Regions from separate parts of the Arachis hypogaea genome. Here region 1 is linked to region 2. A link is a contact called in public Hi-C data. All regions are on one chromosome and are shown on one strand. Each heading gives the region's core, a stretch centred on a gene start, on an enhancer-like site or on the middle of the called end of the contact. The rest is flanking DNA. Distances are from core to core; before and after follow the strand shown. Region 1 holds the start of LOC112767402 (pathogenesis-related thaumatin-like protein 3.5). Region 2 holds the start of LOC112763523 (cyanate hydratase).

Evidence for each region. Hi-C and Micro-C count contacts between places; a contact is called where the count stands out from the background.
Region 1: a Hi-C map of leaf shows a contact between it and region 2, with 2.1 times the contacts expected there. The contact joins the promoter of LOC112767402 here to the promoter of LOC112763523 in region 2. A contact is called at or near these places in 2 of 8 Hi-C or Micro-C datasets (both in leaf).

Annotation. Positions count from the first base shown.
Region 1 is chr17:32,372,569-32,376,916 of arahy.Tifrunner.gnm2.J5K5, reverse strand. It overlaps LOC112767402 (pathogenesis-related thaumatin-like protein 3.5), which reads right to left and starts at 1,300. Exons shown (of 4, transcript XM_025813263.3): 1 at 1-1,300. It overlaps LOC112767405, which reads right to left and starts at 1,220. Exons shown (of 1, transcript XM_072222691.1): 1 at 517-1,220. The coding sequence starts at 1,220. The coding sequence ends at 783.
Region 2 is chr17:32,122,172-32,126,606 of arahy.Tifrunner.gnm2.J5K5, reverse strand. LOC112763523 (cyanate hydratase) reads left to right here and starts at 1,290. Exons shown (of 5, transcript XM_025809174.2): 1 at 1,290-1,457; 2 at 1,547-1,820; 3 at 2,565-2,636; 4 at 4,054-4,162. The coding sequence starts at 1,549.

The sequences.
Region 1 (4,348 bases), core at 51-2,550, 250 kb before region 2:
AACATTTCAGGTTATAATGTATAGGGATTCTATATCAAAAGAATTTAGTTAGTAGTCAGTATGCATCGCATGTTTCGAGTGTTCCTTTGCAGCACAAGCTTCAAAACCTGCATGGGTTACATCTAACCACAGACATCAAGCTGAAAAGAAAATCAAAAGAGAATTAAAACATATAAACATGTGAAAAACTATATCAGATTTCACCAGATAACCTACCGACAACCTTGTTCATATGATTGTTCATATGAGGAACTGGAGGGAACCTGAACTTACAAAACTCGGTGTCTATCATAACCCTAGAAGTTAAATAATACAATTCAGGACAGTAGCATTATTAATGAGTACACTAATACTATAATATGGCTGCCTTGAGAATACAGATAAAGTAGAAACTTGAATACATTTCCCGAGTATACATCATTCGGGTCAATAATCAAATTCAAGCATTCTAAAATGCCAGAACACATCCTTTTGTCAGTTTTCAAAGTCTGACTCTCAATAAGGTTAACCCAAAACTGAAACCAAAGTCAATTCATGTGCCATTAACTAGTGCATAGATACTGCTCAAATCCCCATTCAACAGTCAAGCAAAGCTACCTCAAATACTGCATTACATTAATGCTAGAAATATAAGTAAGTACTTCCTACAGCACATGGGGACACATCAAGTCCACCAAATACGATCAAGTTCTGTTATCGATAGAAAAAGTAAAAAAGCAATTTCAAAAGGATAAGAGAAAATGAGTCAAATGACAGAGTCTTCTTAGTTGAATAATAGATATCTAGCTCATATCCATGCCATCTCCAACTTGGCTGCAGATAGGACTGACAGCAGAGAAGGATCTCTCGAAAGGAGACGGGTGGAATTGTGCATCACGTCTCCGCTTACAACCACAGCTATCAGCAAGCGAATTCTCTGCATCAAGCTTTCTGCGAACACCTCTCACAGCTTGTTCCTCTTCTTGCGAAAGGGGGAAAATTTTGCCACTTGCTAGGCAAAGAGAGCTATGATTATCATACAGAATTCTCTGGTTACAGTTTTTATCACAGATGTGAGTCAGCCCTGTTAGCTTGCAGCGGTACATGTTCCCGCAAACATTTTCATTTTGACATTTCCAGTCACATTTGTGAACAGGAACAGGACCATCTTGGCCCAAAATACTTGACAGATAAATAACATTTGCAGGAGCTGCAACCATAGATTTGCCATATACCTCCATTCTTTCGATCGAAAATCCAAACAGCAACTTCTAAGATTCCAATCTAATACACGCCAACTTCAAGGCCTTTCCCAAATCGTCTGCAGCCCCACCACAACAAAACAGAATGGAGTCAAACTCAACATAAACTGCCCTTTCTGTCTTTAAAGAATATAACAACGACTGCATTCTTCTTGATTCACAAACTAATTTTGCTTATAACCTTTCTCGCAAACAATGAACTAATTTCACACTCTTATGTAACTATTCATTCCCTTTCAGGAAAAAGAAAATAAGGGTTCTATCACATGGAATATTAAAAACTGCTTCAATAAATTCGACTTTAATCATTGAATGCAACCTATACAAAACATTAACAAGCTTTTGACAAACCATACAAATAGGGTCACACAAATAGCCACATCTATCAGACCTAAACCATGGAGAATTCAAATTTCAAAAACAATACGATATGAAAATTGACACAGCCACTGCAATAATAAATAAATAAACAATAAAATAGTAATTATTCATTAGTGAAAACCTAACCAACACTACCGTTTTTGTCCACAAAACCCCAGGATAATAATTCCCACAACAATTCATGGCAAAATTCAAAAAACACATAAGCATTACAACTATAAATTTATGCTATTTAGGATCACAAGTGAACCAAACACACAGAAAAGCCAAAAAAATAAAAAAGAAAAAAAAAAGCCAAAAAAATAAACTCACACGCTCTTCAACGAAAATCAATCTTCCGAGTTTTCTTCCTCCTCAGTACCTACAAAACAACGATAGAAAACACAAACCAAAACCACAAAAACAAACAAAAAAAATTAATGAAAAAACAAAAAAACCTAACTCTCTCTCTCTAGGAAAGTCACTCTCTCTCTAGTTGAAACTAAAAGAAAAGGAAAAAGAAAGCGAGGAATGAAGCACAAAGCGTGGAGTATTTATAGAAAAACCGGACTGTGATGGTGGACACTGCACTTGGAAAGAGAGTACGGACAAAACCAAAAAACGATCATAACAAACGCAAATGAACGCCAAATTTCGGGCAAATTGCGGTCCAAATGCAACCCGTTTCGGGTCGGGTGATGACAAGTGTCAGAATCAGCAACCATGTTTCACCTACAATTTTGGATGAACTATCGGATCACAACTCCAACTTTCTTTCTCAACCCATCACCCCTTTTTCACTTCTAATGCTTCTACGATGAGATGGACAAAAGTATACAAAAAAAAATATTTTTAAGATCATAAAAATACATATAATAGAATCAAAATTTTAATGTATACATCAAAAATGGTTAATAATAGACAAAATTAATCTATTATTTGAGGAGTTATATTTTTATTTAGTTTAGTGTATATGTGGTCTATTTGACACTCTTTAGTCTTTATTATTATTATTATTATCATTATTTTCAATAGTTGAGATGGAAATTAACCATTTTTTTTGAGAAAATATTTAGTTTGGTCCCTCAAATTACACTCAAATTTCAATTTAGTCTTTAAAGTTTCAATTGTTTTAATTACACTCAAACCTCAATTTAGTCTTTGAAGTTTCAATTGTCTTATTTTCAAAGTTTAATCATATTAGTCTCTTCGGTGGTTTCTGTCACAAAGTCAATTGAAAAGTTTAGAGACTAAATTGAGGCAATTGAAATTTCAAGGACTAAATTGAGGTTCGAGTATAATTTTAGAGACCAAATTAAGTATTTTTTCAAATATTTTTTAAAAAATATTTATTTGTTGTGTCTTTGTTGAGTTAAGAAATTAACTAAATTAATTAGTGATGACAAACATTATTTTTGGAAAAATAAATAATTAGTATTGATTAATTAATAAGTATATGTTACTAATTATTTATTGTTGCAGGCCAAATCCAATTCCATAGCCCAAATGGAATGAAAAGCAAATAGAAAAGAATGGTGGGCTGAAAACAAAATAGGAGCCCAAGGAAAAGAAAAGAAAGAAGTCAGATGGGTTGCTCAAATGAATACCCGAACCAAACCCAGCTTAATTTCAATTTCCTCCATATTGCTCCAACCAAAGCAACGTTCCCCTCTCTTTTGTCATAGTCAAATCAGAGCTTCAGAAAAGTAAGAAAGAGAAAGAGAGAGAGCTTCCTCCCTAAGCAAATCACCAAAGAAGCAAGAGAGAGAAGGATTAAGCTTGAAACACAGAAGTCTAATCAGAAAATCCAAACCAAATCAAGCTTAGGTTAAAGGTAACACATCTCATCTTGCATGCATCAGATCTTCTTCTCTTCTTCCCAACTCTCTGCTCTATCCGAAAATGGCGTTCAAGGGAAAGTTGTTCTCTGCCCTATTCTGCTGTACATCTACGGTCACAAGTGATACTTGGAGACCAAGTAGTTTCTCAATGGCTAAGATCAAGTTGACCATGGGAAGATTTCTATGGTTACTGCTTTATGGCTTTCGGTCAAGATGAGGAAGTCAGAAGAAGAGTTTCTACTATGGGGATTAATGAGAAAAAGTGAATCTGTGGGTTGGTGAAGCTCAAGGCTCAAAGTGTTGACCTTGAAAGAAGAACCCAGCAACATGCAAGGAGATAAAAGAGGTTTTGCTGTTCATTCAGAAAAAAAAGGAGAGAAAACTAGTGAATAGAGGTTTTGTTCTGAGAGAGCTCTTTAAAGAAGTTCAACTAACTGGACAGTGTAACCTAATCAAAAGGTGCATTCCGCCAGTATGAAGAACTAAATCAGAGACTTGCTAATCTAGTTAGCACAGAGGCTGTTGATGAAGTCAATCTCCTTCATGTTTTACAGATTGTGATGTACTTTTCTATGTTTATCTTTCTGTAATTTCTTGTGAGAAAAGGCATTGTGAGAAAGCTCAAGTAAAAGCCATGAGTGAAAAAAGGCTGAGTGATACACTTGAGAGAAAAGCTTAGAGTTATTTTCTGATTTCTTTAGGTATGTTTATGTCTTGTATCTTGTACCTGTGAGGTATCCATTTCTTAGTTGGGTTAGCACTAAGAGTGAATAGTTAGGTATTAGCATAGTCAATGTCAAGTTAGGTTAGAACTTGAGTGTGAAAGAATTGGGTCAATCCTGTGGAATTGGTGTATGTAATACTGTTAACTATAGTGAAAATTCTTCCATAGTTGTGGAGGAAACT
Region 2 (4,435 bases), core at 41-2,540:
CTTTCAGACTGGCCAACTTCTTGAAATTTGTCCCAACACCCGGCTTCAAGCTCCCGAAAAAGAAGAAATGAATGTAGTTGAATTAGGAATCTTTTTGTGAATCATACTCTTGTTTTTTGGCTTCAGTATATGACAGTAGACTAATTGTTATATTTGAAAACATTGTAAGGTTAATGGCACTATCTGTCTTTGTTATTGGTGTATTTTGGATCAAGAACTAGCTTTTAATTAAGTTGGGGAGGTGTCACTGATATGGCAGCTGTTTTGCTTGTTAATACTCATGCTGGAAACTCATTGTTAAGTTAGCATCTTATTATTATAATGACAAATTGTTCTACCTTTAATTATGCTACTAACAGGTTCTTCTTTACAATATTTTTTCCATCATTTTGTTAGATGACAAAAATAGAGTTCTTGGTTTATATTTAGAGCAAGACTACCAACTTCAAACAATTCACAATGACACTTTTTCTTTTGTCTACTTTACAATAACCCTAATCACATTAAAACATAATCATCCTCAAACCTTAAATAACAACATGAAAACAGCAACAAATATTATAAACAGAGCCAACAATAATATGTACAATTTGTGGGTCCTAACTTCAACTTCTAACTTTCCAATTCTCCAGGCCAAATTGACCCTCAGTTCATCAACATTCTCGGTAGCAGTCACCCTTTTATCGATGTCTTCTTCTCCAATGTCAGCCCAAACAAACAAACCACACCACCTTTTTCCACTGACATTGTAGTTAGGACACCCAAAGAATGGCTTGTTAAGGTTAGCCTCTGTTGTGGACCACCGGAGAACAGGGCGGCATCCCCACCCACACCACTCTGGAACACTCGATGCTCTATTGGTTCCTCTGGAGATCCTTCTGCTTGACCGCATGGAATTGTGGCTCCCACTTGCACTCATGATCCTAAACCCAGAAAGTTGCACAGCGAGAAAGAAGACGAAGAACTAGGAAAAGTGGATAAAAGAAGAAGAAGAAGAAGTTAGGACAGAAATCTTGGTTATAAAAGGGGACAAGGACTAAATTGGAGCTAATCAAATTTATTGCCATGTTGCTGGGTCCAGCGTGGCAAGAAATGGCCACGTTACTGACGGCGTTAGTGCTTCGGTGACGAAAATTAGGAGAAGGACTAATGTGGTGCATTTTTTCAAATCTAAAAGACTAATTTAGTACAATTGAGATCTCAATGACTAAATAAGTGCAACTCGTCAATCTCAGGACCAAAGTGGACTTAACTCCAATTTACATACAAATATTTTAGAACCATTTAATGACCGGTCGGTTTTTGAAACTTTTAGAATAAGACGGTTGGTGGAGTTGGACTCTGGAGCACCCGCACCGCTGCTCCGCACGTCAACTCGTCCGCTGCTGCGCTGCATTCGTGACTCTTCTTTTTCTTCTTACGGACCACCGCCATCCGACACTGTCTGACAGCCCTAGGTAGACCATCAATTTCATAGTCTACCACAATCTGACCACTGCTCAACACACTATTTCTTATTGAACCATTATTTGTTAATCAACTTTAGGTATGGAGGATAATAGCAAAGCGAGCGTAGTGAAAAAGCTCCAAGCTGTGAAGCAGAAGAACGGCAAGTCGTACAGTCAGTTAGCGGAGGAAACCGGACTGACCAACGTCTATGTTGCCCAGCTCCTCAAAAGACAAGCTCAGCTCAAACCCCAAACTGCCCCTAAGCTCCGGGCAGCCCTCCCTGACCTGACCGATGATCTTTTGGAAGAGATGATGAGGCCCCCCTTGAGGTCTTATGACCCTCACCTCATCCAAGAACCCACTGTATATAGGTTCTTCTTCTTGCTCCTCACATTTGAGTGCTGTAAATTCTAATTTTAATCATTTTGGTGCATGTGGATATTCTGTAGTTGAATTTTAACTCGAACATGAGGCTGTGATTATGGTATAATTATCCTCTCAAAGTTTAAGCTTTTTCAATTTCACTCTAGACATTTCAGGCTTGGTTTAAGTTCAAAAAATGAATTAATTATGAAACATGGTGTAGAATTGAAACCATTTATCAGTGTCTGAGGATTTATACTTGTATTTTTGTTTTTTAGCCAACATATTCTCTGCATACATTTTAGTTGCTAATAATGTGTCGATAGTCAAAAACCCTTTTAGACTGAGAATGGATAAGGATTAATGCTATTGTCTTCGTTCTCTTTTATTTGTCAGAACGAAATTTGGTAATTCTTGGACCAGTGTACCCGAATATAAATTCAGATAAATTAATTCAAGAATGTACCAGATTAGTGACTGATAAAAGGGGAATGGAGGCAGTGGCATTCAATTATATATGAGCTAATATAAGGTTTGTAAAGATATAGTACCTGCTTCAGCTTTTGAAAATGCTTCTGTTCAGTCAAGGAATGTGACATACTTCATTCCAAAGTGGTTTACATGTACTTTGTGGACCTGTGTTACTCGCTTTTTTGGATTCTAATATTAGGAATGTATTATGCATGATGCATCATATGACTTGCAGTTTTTGGATGCTTAATTTGTCGGGTTACTGATATTCTCTTTCATAGGTTGAATGAAGCTGTTATGCATTTTGGGGAGAGCATTAAAGAAATAATCAATGAAGAGTTTGGTGATGGGATGTAAGTTTTGAATTTTTATTTTTATAAATTTCTCTTGCTTGATCAAATTATATTCTTTTTGTGATGCTTTTTTATATTGATAATGCTATGCCGCAGTGTCATATATGCTACGCCATTCAATTTTACAGCTTATTGTTTAAAAAGAGGATATTAGGTCTAAGGAATTCTCTAAATTATTGTCAAGACTGGTCCTTATTGAAAATTGAAACTAACTCTTGCCGCTGAAATCAATTTTGATTTTCTTATAGTGCAATAGGCTATGTATGTTATATATATTCTTAAGTTACAAATAAAAATGTGCGCTAAATATGTTGAGGCTTATTGAAACATGGTTTCTATGTTAGAGAGAATATTCAACTGATAATACATTATGTATTGATATTCATATGCTTGTGGTTATGCCATTTTCAATCAGGGTTGGGACATTTTTCTATCCTTGTTTTCAATGTGAAGCGTCCAAATTATTAATCATTGTTAACTGATGATTTAAATTAATAATTCAAAGTGCTGATGTAATATACTCTGAAATCAGGATTTTGGAATTTTAGGATTCTTTATATAATACCAATGCAGGATTTTATACTTTTTATGTAGTTGCTAACCAGTCTTTAGGTATCATATTTGATGCTTTTGTCTTCTTTGGAACCACCAGAGGCACCTGTGTTTCTGGAGAAGAAATATCTGAGTGATTATCAATGTCATAAATCTCAATGAATGAATCATTTCCAAAACCTTTTGGATGGTAAAACCAAAAGATCCAGAGATCCTGTATTCTGAAGCCAAGGGGAATATTGTATTGTAAGAAGGTTTAATGAATTGTGTTTATTAATAATGTCTTGTCAGGAGGATTTCAGACAAGACACCAAGAGACATTCTGGTTTTTCTGAAACTGAGTCCTGGTTAACGACTCTGTTATTGAAACCTTGATCTTATGCATGTTACAACCCGATGCTTATGAATGATTTTCGGACGAGGGAGCTAAACCTCACAAGGCTCAACCACACAGATACATTGTCTCTTTCTCCTAGAATATCAGGTTATTGTTTTGTTCTGGATGTCCATTCATATGTTCTTAAACATATCTTCCTGCACCCTTCCTGTGACAAGAAAGGCTATCTTATCGTTATCAAAGTGCAAGTTAAAATTGAAGGAGCAAAGTCGGAAGTCAAGAAATTTGAAGTTCTTTCTTTGGAGATTGAAAGTTTACCACTCGCAGTTTTATGACATACATTATTATCACCTTTCATCCTTCTTTAGTCTATACTATCTCCATTGTCCAATCTATAATGCAACATTTTCACTTAAACATGCTTAAGATCTCAGCCAATAATAAAATTCTTGTGGAAAGCAAACTGAACATTTTATTTTTGAAGATTTCCCTGCCTAACAAATAGTTTTTGTTAATTTTCATTTTCAGCATGTCAGCAATAGATTTCTACTGCTCAGTTGACAAAGTCAAAGGAGTAGATGGGAAAGATCGTGTGGTCGTGACATTTGATGGAAAATATTTGCCATATTCGGAGCAGGTCAGTTGCATCTTATGTCTTTTTTCTCTTGCGAGATTTAGCTGCATGGAACAATGATCCACACAACGGAAAAATATAAATAAATAAAATTAAACAAAAAAAAGTAGGAAAATAATGCTAATACCATGTAAAAGCAGGGATAGCAGAAAATTTCTATAATTCTGCAGCCTCAAGAGTGTCTCACTTTGCTAACTTTACAGTCGAATTGACTTGGCTGTTATGAACATCCTTACTTCCTTAGTAGGTTTTGAAGCCACAAAATAACTGAGCGTT